Regions from separate parts of the Gasterosteus aculeatus genome. Here region 2 is linked to region 1. The links are chromatin contacts, called in public Hi-C maps. All regions are on one chromosome and are shown on one strand. Each heading gives the region's core, a stretch centred on a gene start, on an enhancer-like site or on the middle of the called end of the contact. The rest is flanking DNA. Distances are from core to core; before and after follow the strand shown.

Region 1 (5,414 bases), core at 119-2,618:
TTCAGTGGTTGAGTTACTGGAGAGGACGGTATTAAACACGCCGGGCGCTCAAATGCAAGACGTGTGAGCTGCTGGTGGTGTTGATTGCGTGATGGAACCGTAAGGGCGGACGAGTGGAGCGGGGCAACTGACATCCTGCACAAACGGGAACGAGGGTTTTGGGGTAGGGAGCCTCAGCCTGCAGCCGGGTACCACGCAGGCCGGTGGCCCCGCCGTTATGACCATCCTCTTTGATCTGAGGGAAGGGACGTTTCTTCCGGACACTAAAGGGCAAACCAACCGGAAGCCGGAGGTGCTGCACGCACACCGAGGCGGTACAAGCACACGGCAGCGAGTTCGCGCCTCCGTGTATCTGTGCTGACCTTTTGGTCCGGGATCCACTGTTAAAGATGTAATACAGTAACTGCTCTGTGTGATTGGCCTTTCCTTTAGTTTAATGCCACAAATTACCTAATTAGCTAACACATGCAGAAGGTAAGACTGGTTTTAAAAGAAAGTTTTTAAAAGGAAACAGCCGATCCGGGATGTTCAGGAACGTGCTGAGATTCATCAAACTGGGAAATCTATTTTTTTGCGGCGTTGGACACGTTCAGCTTTCAACCTGATGGTGGCGCTGGAGGCAAGGTTCGTTCAATTTTTTCCTTCCACCGGCTTAAACCTATTCCCATCAGTTCAACTCTGCTTTTCCATTTTTCTTCGCCTCTCAGCCCAGCTTATGTAACTGGCTTTGATGGGGGATGGGGGAGTTAGAAAAGGCCCAGTACCCTTCAACCGGCAGGAGAGCAGAGTCACTGTGATGAATATCAACACGCGCTGAACCACTGAGGCTCACATTTATTCAATCGGCTTCCCATATAGTAGCTGACTGTCCTCTGGAAAAATAATAAATCACCTGGCATGAATTTATCTCCAGTATAACAGAGCCCTTTCCACTGGGACACGCGGTCAGGGAGGATATCATTTCTCCGTCGCTGTCTGCAAGCAGCTGATGACTTCAAGCTTTCATTGGATGCTTAAGGTGCATCCAACACTTTAAATGACTTTGAAGAAGGTTTGTTTTAGGAAAACTGCAAAAAAAAAAAAGAACTCCAACATAGCACGGCAGACTGAAACGCTACTAGCACGCGTTGCACTGTTCATGCATATCACGCAGCCGTAACGACTCGGCCGCGCTAGAAATAAGCTAGAGAGAGAAAGGGCAAACATGCAAAAATCCCAACATGCCGATGACAGATGTAACGTATGTAATTGCACCCGGGCGCTTCTGCAAGATCACATTGTGTTTGTGAAAGCAGCGGGACACGGCACCGAGCACATGTGGCGCGGCGGCGCAGGTGCAGCTAACGGTTGGTTAATATCCAGGCCGGAGGAGAGCGGTGCTGCTTCAGCGCAGCTGGAAATTAGGTCAAATTAGGATGGAACATTAGCAGAAGGTGTGGCGGGGGGCCGGGCATCATGACACGACTAAAGCAAAGGAAGTTTTCCATTCCAGGCTCTGGTGTCACAGAACGTCCCTGAGCCCGAGATGCACAATCGCCATTGACTACCATCAATTCAAAAAACAGAGTGAGATGTAAGACGTTGTGCACTGTCCGGGGATGTTTCGGTTTCTTTTTACATGACCCAGGTTTTTCGATTAAGGTGTATTTTATCCATTTGAAAAGGTTTTCTTCACCTTCAGTACATGAATCTTAACCAAGACCATTTAAGGTTAAAAACTGGTTCGGCACTCAAATCATTTGGAACAAAAAGTTCCATTGTTTTCCAGCTCGTGTAGATAAAATCCCTCCTGGGTCTCCTACCAAAACCTCCTTGTTGGTGTCAGCTGACTTCTGTCCACGTCATAATATGCACATGATCAAAGGTCATAATAAATCCCTGTAAAATCCACATCCCGGCGTGGACATTATTTTCCCGCAGGAACGAGCGGCGTCTCTTTTTATTCCTGGATGTCAAGTTGTGATGGACGCACAGTGACATCAGCCGCATTACGATGATCAAAGCGTCCGTTTGATCCGCAGATTAAAGTTCAAACCATTGAGACAAACTTTGCTCCTCTGGCGATACGACGCGGCACTTTCCGCAAACTAACCCGACAACTGGATGGGCCTCGGCACTTAATGTGGCGCGACAGGGAGGATAAAGAAACTGCACTTTTCTCAATGTGATATGTGTGATAATAACATGGTCTGTGTGTGAGCGCTCTGCTGTGTTGTGACCCAAAATAAAAACCACATTTGGCGGGCAGAACTGGGTCACCCGAATTAGAGGGGAAACAACATGGAGCGGCGCAAAACATGTAACCCCCTCCTCTACGCCTCGCGAAGGCACCACTTAAAATGATGGTTTTATGCGACGCCACCGGGACGTGAACAAAGATTAAGCTTCATGAAGGGGAGGGAAACAAACAAAGCGGGAACCTCACAGTGTTTTGCGGCTCTCAGAAGACCGAATTAGACTCCTGACGTGTCGTTTTTTTTTCCTCCCAGTTCCCGGGAAGCAGCATCCGTGAGCGGCGAACGCTCATGAGCACGAAACGCGATCGACCCCCGGATGGAAATAAGCCGGTAACAAGATGAGAGACCCGTTTGTTTCCTCCCCGAAGGACAAGCAGCGGAATTTCAATCCCCAGAAAACACGCGCGCCTCGATCTGCGGCTTTGACCTTTCCCCCCCCCGAGCAGGTCGAGAAGGTTTAGAATGTGCATGCTACCGATGACGTGGAATAACAAAACGCGGCGCTTTCTTAAAAACAGCGTCACGGTTTAATCTCTCCGGTCGTAGCCCCGCCCCCCTCCCGCCTCCTCCGGCTTTGCGTTTCTCTTTCGTCTCCCTCCGTTGTCTCGGGCCACGCTGTTCCCTCTCCGCCTTCTCCTTCGCTTCTGCCCGTCTCTGCCTTCGCTTCTCGCTGCCGCTCTGCGCATCTTTCATGCCTGGGAAACCGTCTGTCACACATGGGGGAGGACCAATGACGGGGAGGGGGGAGTCTCAAGGCCCTTCCACACTGAAAACCCGAAGCTACTCCTCTGCAGGCTGTTTGCTTGAACAGGTTAATGAAGCTGGTTTACAGCAGCTGTCCCAAAGCAGCAGCACGCTAACTGTTTGTATGAAACGTGGACGTGCACGTCTGTTACACGCAGACGGTGGTGGGAAACTCCATCAGACCGCAGTACAGAGAAATGATAATGAGATGTTCCTGAATGATGGATTGTCACTGAACAAACCTGTGGAATATTATTGACAAGTCCATTATAAGTGAAGTGGGTTTTTTTTTTTAGTCAGGACTCGCTGAGCCGCCATCTCATCGTGGTTAAATGTCTCTTTTGATGCATCGTGCTGCTGATGACATAATTGTGCTTTGCATTTAACAAAGAGTTATTTCTCGAGTTATTGGCCTGGATAAGGAAAGATAATATAAATGCAAATCTACTTTGTGACAAAGTTTTCCTAATTTGTCTTTTTGACAGAACTTTTTTTTTTTTTTTTTAAACAAAACCAATGAGCCTCTTATTGGGAATCATTGTGTGTCTTTATTTAAATTAATGATGTGTTTTCATTTAACGGGAGACTCCTACATTGATTCTAGATGGTCACACTGTTGTGGATGAACAGCGCGCCGCGAAAAAGGAGACGAATGCGTTTTCTTTGAACCCCTTGTGCCCCCCCAGGAAAACTACTCATAGCGCCTCTCATACTCTCCAACTCTCCCTGTGTCGCGTCCTCATGCACTCCCACATTTGCTGGTCCTCCCCCACCTCCCCCACCTCGCTGATGAGCATATGAACACGTCTCTCTCTCTCTCGGCCCACAGGCCATTTTCACACTAGGCTGATTGAATCCCCCCCCCCCCCCCCCTTTTTCCCTTCAGTGTTCTCTGCTCTTGCTAAGGGATGGAGATGACACCATAAGGTCTCACCACCACACACATCTGGGTGCACATAAATGCCGCGGCAAACACACACACACACACACACAGGAGAGCGCGTTGTCGTTCGCAGTTGGGAAATTGAGGTTGCGGTGACGTGCTGTACAAACACGGCTGTTCCTCTGTGGAGGTGGAGACAGGGGCTAATTGAATATATGAAAGCACCCGAAAGGACACGCACACGTGTGCACGTGCAGCAGTGCACACTGCAAACATTTCCAATATAAGCGAGATCGTGTGATATAAACACACAGTATCTAATAAATCTACACCCAATCGCATGCAAATTATAATATTCAAATCGCTGTTGCAGCAGTAAACAGAAGATTCTGATTGAGGAAAATGATAATGAGATATTCGCGTGTGCCAGAATTGCCTCGTTTACTCCCGAATTTTGAATCGAAAGACAGTCGACCGCCCTCAGGTGTGGACAAATGTCCTTACAGGTGGACCCGTCACAGAAGGACACCCACATCTGACAGCTGCTGTCCCGTAATCGCCTCCTATATTAGGGCCATTTGGCCCGGCCAGGAGTGTGTGACGGCGGATGATGAAGGAGCGTCGGCCTTCCAGGCTCGCCGGAACAAGACGTTTGACTCGGAGGGACGTAAAGTCTAACCGCCGTCCTCCCGGGGGCCCCCCCCCGACAAAACACCCGTATAAACAGTGCGCACACGGGCAGTCAAAACTACAGGAAGTTATTAATGGTCAGGTGTTCCGCTGCGAGCACTTCCCCGGCAAAGCTGCATCCCGCGAGGAGCCACAATCAGCCCCCCCGCGCTCGCTCGCTCCCCGGCAATCATTCACAGCGGCACCAGCTGCCCAATGTCCTCCAGGACAAACCGGACAGGCAATCCCGTAATAGTCTTCCTCGCTGTATCTCGCTTGATTTAAGTCGGTGCAGCAGTGACGGACCTTCAATCAGTCGGTTTTATCATCCGAATGGAGCGTCAGACTCCGAGGAAAAGACCCTAATGGGAGGAGATGGGGGGAGGAAGGGGGAGAGGGGGTTTCAGGTGGCTATAAATCTGCCGCACAGGGACCCTTCACCGGAAAGCACACAAGCGGGAGCCCGGTGATGGATAACCCTGCCGGGGTAAAGGGTATTGATACATCCGTCAGAGGCGCCGCGCTCCGCCGCTCGAGATGAAGCCCAAAGGTGCGAACGCAAGGAGAGCGAAAGAAGACGAGGACGTTGGGAAGTTAGCTCGGCACAATAACGTCCCCCGGCGCGGGTTGGATTCGGTTGCATTTCCATGTACGCTTTGGTTATATTTTGCGCTCGGCGGGACAGAAGTCTGAGCTGTTTCCTTATACACAAAATGTCTCAATCCCACAACGATCGCCGCGGTAACGCCGACGCGTCTCGCCACTAAACATCAAAAACCAGCCCAGCAGTCACAACCGACGAGGCTCCCAATCAGTGGATTCTTTGTGGGCCACTTGGGGTGCACCAGAGAGGAAAGTGTACGCGCACAGAGCGTAATCGG
Region 2 (5,549 bases), core at 1,674-4,173, 72 kb after region 1:
GGCGTCCTCAGACGACCACAACACCCACCCCCCCCCACCCCCCTTCGCCCCCCTCAGGAAAAAAGTCACACTGACATTCACTCGAGAGCATCAAAGGAGGGTGAGTCAGTGAGTGCTGGGTGCACGAGGGCAAACAACCCTCACTTATCATGGACCACGTCACCTCTAGGTATGAAGGGGGGGGGGGGGGGGCGGCTGACAGCAGGCTGGAGAGTGAGAGTGACGACGGGACTTATCCGTGTCACATGCCGGGGCTGAAACCCATCTGCCGACGCTGGCCGGCGGCTCGCTCCCCCGCGAGCCTCCCTCGCCCTGAGTGGGTGCAGAGCGTGTGATCCACAGGCGCTGCCGCTGCGGAGCTGTCGCCGGACCCGCGCTGGGGGCCCCAACGAGAGCTGCCACATGCCGCTTCCCTGAGAGCTGCCGGCTAAAGTGTCGGGATCCTCCGCAGGCCTTTTTTTTCCCCCCCGTGAGCGTGCACGCGAGTCGCGACAGACGAAGATGCCGGCGTGACAATGCACGCGATTACGAGTGCAAAAGGTCAGAACGAGTTTGGATCCGATCATCCCTCAAAAGGAAACAAAGTATCCCTCATTCCGGACAGTGAAAGTGCAGCTTTTAATTTGCAGCCGGATTGATAAAAGTAACTTTTGTCTCCATGGCGACGTTAAGATAGAGAAGCCAAACAGAGAGGCAGAGCCGCCGGGTACATTTGGACAACAACCGCTATGATTGAGGGGGATTTATTTCAGCTGGGCAAACATCTGTCCCACTGCTTCTGCGGGGAGATCGTTTGTATTGTCAAAACCGATACAGACGAATCACGTCCAACGACGGAAACATAATTACTTCTTTCAACTGTGCACGCCGGGGTGTTGTTGTTTTTTTAGCTTTTGTATCTGAATGAGGCCGACTGCCATTTATCTGTCATGTTTTGACGTCAACACGTTGAAGCCACAGAAATTCCTATTTTGTTTGTGTGAGTGTGTGTGTGTGTGGGGGGGGGGGGGGGGGTGTTGAGTGATGTCACTTGACTAACTGACACTATCAACCTCAACTTCAATTGTGACTTTAGGCCAGATCTCTATTAAACTTCCAAATTACTAATTACTCAGGGGGGGGGGGGGCAACTGTATAAGTGTGCACATCCTGTAAGAACATTCCACCCACACCATCCTTACCTCTTTGACCTTCTCCCGGCGCTCGTTGGTCTCGGGGTCACTGGGCCGCCCGGTGTCCCTCCCCAGCGGGGGTTTGAGCAGACACCCTTTGAATCGGTCGTAGCTGAAAGTATCCGAGGAGGCGCCGCGGTCGGAGGACGTCGCCCCGGCCGAGGCGGACTCCGTCCTCGACCTGGACGCAGTCCGCTCCTCCTGCGCCCTTCCGCCGCCGGCGGGCCGCTCCTCGGGCGCCTCCCGGGAGGCGGCGGGTCTGCGGCTGAGGCTCTTCAGCTTGGTGCTGGTCTCCCCCCTGGCCGCGGGCACGGCCCGCGCGCGCTCCGGCACCTTGGGTCGCTTGGAGTGGTCCAGGGCATCGTTCTCGGAGCCGGAGCCGGAGCCCACGGTGACCGGCTGCGTCTCCGTCTTGGAGAGAAAAATGCGCTTCAGTCGGACGGAGTCCGGCAAAAAGAAAAGGGCCCCGAAACACAGCGTCACCAAACCCGAGAGGAAGAGCAGAAACACGAACTTCTGGGACAGGCGCAGACCCATGCCCGATGCCGACACACCGGGCAACTTTCGGAAAACCATCGAAAGTTCTCTGGAGACGTCCGTCGCTTTTAGCGGATCACTCAGCGCGTCCCCTCGTCCGGCGGCGCGCGGCGTTTCGCAGCGCTCCTACTGAGCCGCTTCTCCGACGCGCCGGGGCATCGGCGGAAAAACGAGATGCGCGTGATTTCAAAACACACGCCCCCCCACCACCACCACCACCCCCACCCCCACCCCCATTCCTCCCCACCCCACCCCGGTTGGCGCTTCCAGAGTTGCACAAACAGTCACAGCGGCTCTTATCTCGCTATCGATCGTGTCTGCACACGCGGCGGTTTGGGGCCTGCCTGCGCCGACGGTGCACCGATCACTGGACGGTACCGCGACAGCTGCTCTCATCCGGCCCCGGGGGACCCGATCGCCCGTTCCGATCGGTTTTCGGGCGGGGGGGTGGGGGTGGGGGGATCGGTGTAAATCGTGGGAGCAGCAGGGTCCGGCGTTCAACGGGGAAGCGATCGGGTATCGAAGAATAACGGGAGAACTGCAGCACACGCGCGCGCGCCCCCGGATCACTTCGGCGAGATGGAGCCGGAAGGTCTCGCGGTCCGTCGGGTCGGTGAACAAAGTTGTGTGGGTGGATGCATTATTCCGGACCGTTCAATGATGAAAAAATAATAATAATGAAATAAAAAATAAAGAGCTCAGGCGTGCAGCCGAGCATCCGCGTCCCCGGTGCGCGTGGAAAGAGACCCGCGCCGCTGCATCCCGCGCGCAGCCCGTTTAAACGGCGTGCGTCCTCCGTCCTCTATCCCGTACAGCTGGACGGAAACGCGTGTGCGTTCATGTCGCGGTTCGTCTGTCAGCTGATCTTCCTCCAGTAGCTTGCGTTTTCCTCCCCCCCTCCCCTACCCTCCCCTCCCCTCCCCTCCGTTCAGCCTCCCCGACTGGCGTCGACACGCCGGACGAAACGGTTCACCCGGTGGATGACACGGAGACGAGGCGGCTTGCGTCCCGCGCGAAGTTCTCCCGGCACCGGAATCCAGACGCGTGGAAGAAAACACACAAAAAAAAAAAAAAAAAAATCCGCCGTCCGGGTCTCCAGCAGCAGAGGGACGGACACACCGTCGCGTCGTCGCCCCGGTACCCGCCGCCGGTCCGTCGAGCCCGTTAGTGCGCACTCGTGTCGCGGACGTCCGCTTGCGTAAAGGAAGCGGAACAATAGATGCAAGCGGATTAAACGAGGGGGGGGGGGGGGGGGGTAACATGTAGTTAGTGCAGCCACGGAGGCAGGAGAAGGACGGGGGGGGTCAATCCGATGGGTTCTCACACGCACAGTGCGGCCCTTTGCACGCCAGCTGAGAGCTCCGACTCGGTGCTTTTGTGCTTTTATTTTGTATTTAAATGTTTTCAATCTACCTGATGAGGATCCTCCATTAAATATATTATTCCGTTTATTTGATGCAGGTTGATGATCATCATCATCACCACCAAAATGAATATATACACATATTCTGCCCTGACTCGCTCCTTAGTTACGTGATAATTGATTTACGTAACTGTGCTTTTCACACACGTGTCACTCAGAGGATCTGGCCGCCATCTTTGTTCGTTGAAGGAAATTGTTTCATTCATTTTTCATACCAGTTGGGTCGTGATCTTCAAAAAAAACCCACAAGGGGATTCAAGGTTTGTACCTGCAGTAACGACAGACTATTTATCACTTGATGGTCTCTATCAAGTGGAATTCAACCAAAAGACCTCGGGCCTCGGATAAACTACATTTAACTCTTCATGATCTGGGAGCAAACACCTCAATGACCAATAATTCCAAGTATATAAAAGTATCTTATCTCAGCGTCTACTAACTTTTTCCAGGGGCTTTCAGCCTTTTTCACACTGGCTTCTGCAGCGCGTGGACTTAGATCAGTTGCCATGGAGACAAATCAGCTAGGACGCGAGCTTAGAAGTTGTTTCCAGAGAACTCAAGTGCATTGCAGCTGCATGTCCTTGTTTGAATTAGTCCTCCATGCACCGCCCCCCTCCCCCCAGGAAGTTTAGAAAGGCAAGTTTCGCATTATGTTTGCACAAGCAAAACAGAAGCTAAAGTGTAAACACGGTGTTTTCTCAGTATTTAATAAGACGGATGGGCCGGCAGGTTGGCCATTACTGAAGAGCCTGCGCAGCACTATTCAACAAATGCGCCTGAAAGCGGGAATTAGAAAATGAAGGTCTGACCCAATTCAATATTGATCTTTAATTACGAGTCAGGACCCCCCCCAATCCCACCAGGCGGCCCCAGGACACGCTTACAGTCCGTGCATTCAGTGTCATCGACTGACCTCGTCGGTGATGTCTAATGAACTGTTGATGAGCCTTAAGCTCATGACTTCCTCCTTCCTCGGTCTCCTGATCTGTTACTCATTTCAAAATAAAAGCTGGGTGTTTTTACCTTAATTCAGGCCCAAAAGGTTGACTACGATTTTTTTTTCTGCTAAGGCATACATCAAGCACTTTTTAACCCCCCTTTAGTGAAATTCCTCACGCTCACCCTCGGCCAGGTGCTTTCGGGCCCGGCGTGTTGATTTTCAGGCGGTTTGCGCCGCGTTGGACCGCCGCGAAGCCGTCTCCCCGAGCAACCCTGATTGTGTCAGACTGGATGTCTGTAATTTACAGAAGAAAGAACCGTTGAAGAACTGTTGAATTAGCCGTTTTATTCCCAGATCCCCAGAGCTTTTCTTTTGAAAGTAAGTACATCTATAAAGCATTTCATGGGCTTCGTCGCTGACAAAAGGACGGCCTGTAGTCAGACAAACGGCCTCTGTGTGGCTCGGAGTAAAGGCACCGTATCACACACACACCCAGCGGCCACTTCAACAGGAACACCTTGTGCAATCCGATCCCATACAAGGCCAGAAGGTTGTTTAGAGAACATCAAGAGGTCTTTCTGACGCGCTGCCAACGTCGTCCATGACAATACGGGTCAAATGTATTTATTAACGACTTTGACACAATATTAGATTGCACAGCTCCTGAAAACATGCCATGAGTCACCGTGAATAAGTTCCCCCCTGTGAGTTATTCATGCTTTTATGCTCATTCCAACGAAATTAAATACCAATTGCTCTCTGTTTTTTTTTTTTTAACAGACATGTAAAGTCAGTATTTCTGAAAGAGGCCGCGTCCGGTCGTTGAGCTCGGCCAGCCGGTGACGGGCCCGCAGTTCATCACCGGGGATGGATGAGCGAGGCGACACAGTGTCACCGCCGTCCCCGGCACGGAGGAAACCAAAGCGCAGGCATTCTGCTCTCACAAAGAGAGACACACACACACACACACACAACCGGCTCCCATCACCACGGAAACCAGCTGCTGTGTCCAAACGTGGTGCGTGGGGGGGGGGGGGGGGGGTGGAGAAGGTTGGACGCTCTCAGGGGGAGAAGGCAGCGACATCAGAGGACCCGCGCACGACGGGCTAATTTGGGATTCGTCAAACGGTCACAGGAACGACCACGTTGCGCGCAGAAGTCACGCAGGGGGGGGGGGCGAGTGTCTCCCCAAACATTTTCTGCAATGGATCACCGCCTGTAAAAAGTCCTGTGATCCATAACCAATTCAATTCTGTCCCGAGCCGCACTGATGTTTTATTCATCAAGCGAGATGCCAACGGGAGAGTCCATCTCTGTGCTCCACTCACGCCAATACATCAGACGAGACGTAGAGGGGGGGGGGGGGGGGGGGCGGGGCAGGGGGCCCGATGCGGCGTCATAAACATCAGTAATAGCTGACCCTGCATGAGGTGAGACACACCGGGCCAAGCGTATTGAACGTCCAGCCGTCGGCCCC

Evidence for each region. Hi-C and Micro-C count contacts between places; a contact is called where the count stands out from the background.
Region 2: a Hi-C map of tail fin shows a contact between it and region 1, with 2.4 times the contacts expected there. The contact joins the promoter of LOC120810003 here to the enhancer-like site in region 1. A contact is called at or near these places in 4 of 6 Hi-C or Micro-C datasets (skeletal muscle, tail fin and whole body).

Annotation. Positions count from the first base shown.
Region 1 is chr20:3,250,638-3,256,051 of fGasAcu3.hap1.1, forward strand. All of the region lies in intron 4 of LOC120810003 (mannosyl-oligosaccharide 1,2-alpha-mannosidase IA), which reads right to left. Among protein-coding and RNA genes, the nearest start is that of ifnlr1, 58 kb to the left of the region's middle. Within about 2 kb of position 1,369, at least 1 of the 9 cell types and tissues checked has open chromatin away from gene starts, as enhancers often do.
Region 2 is chr20:3,321,165-3,326,713 of fGasAcu3.hap1.1, forward strand. It overlaps LOC120810003 (mannosyl-oligosaccharide 1,2-alpha-mannosidase IA), which reads right to left and starts at 2,924. Exons shown (of 12, transcript XM_078094520.1): 1 at 1,182-2,924. The coding sequence starts at 1,748.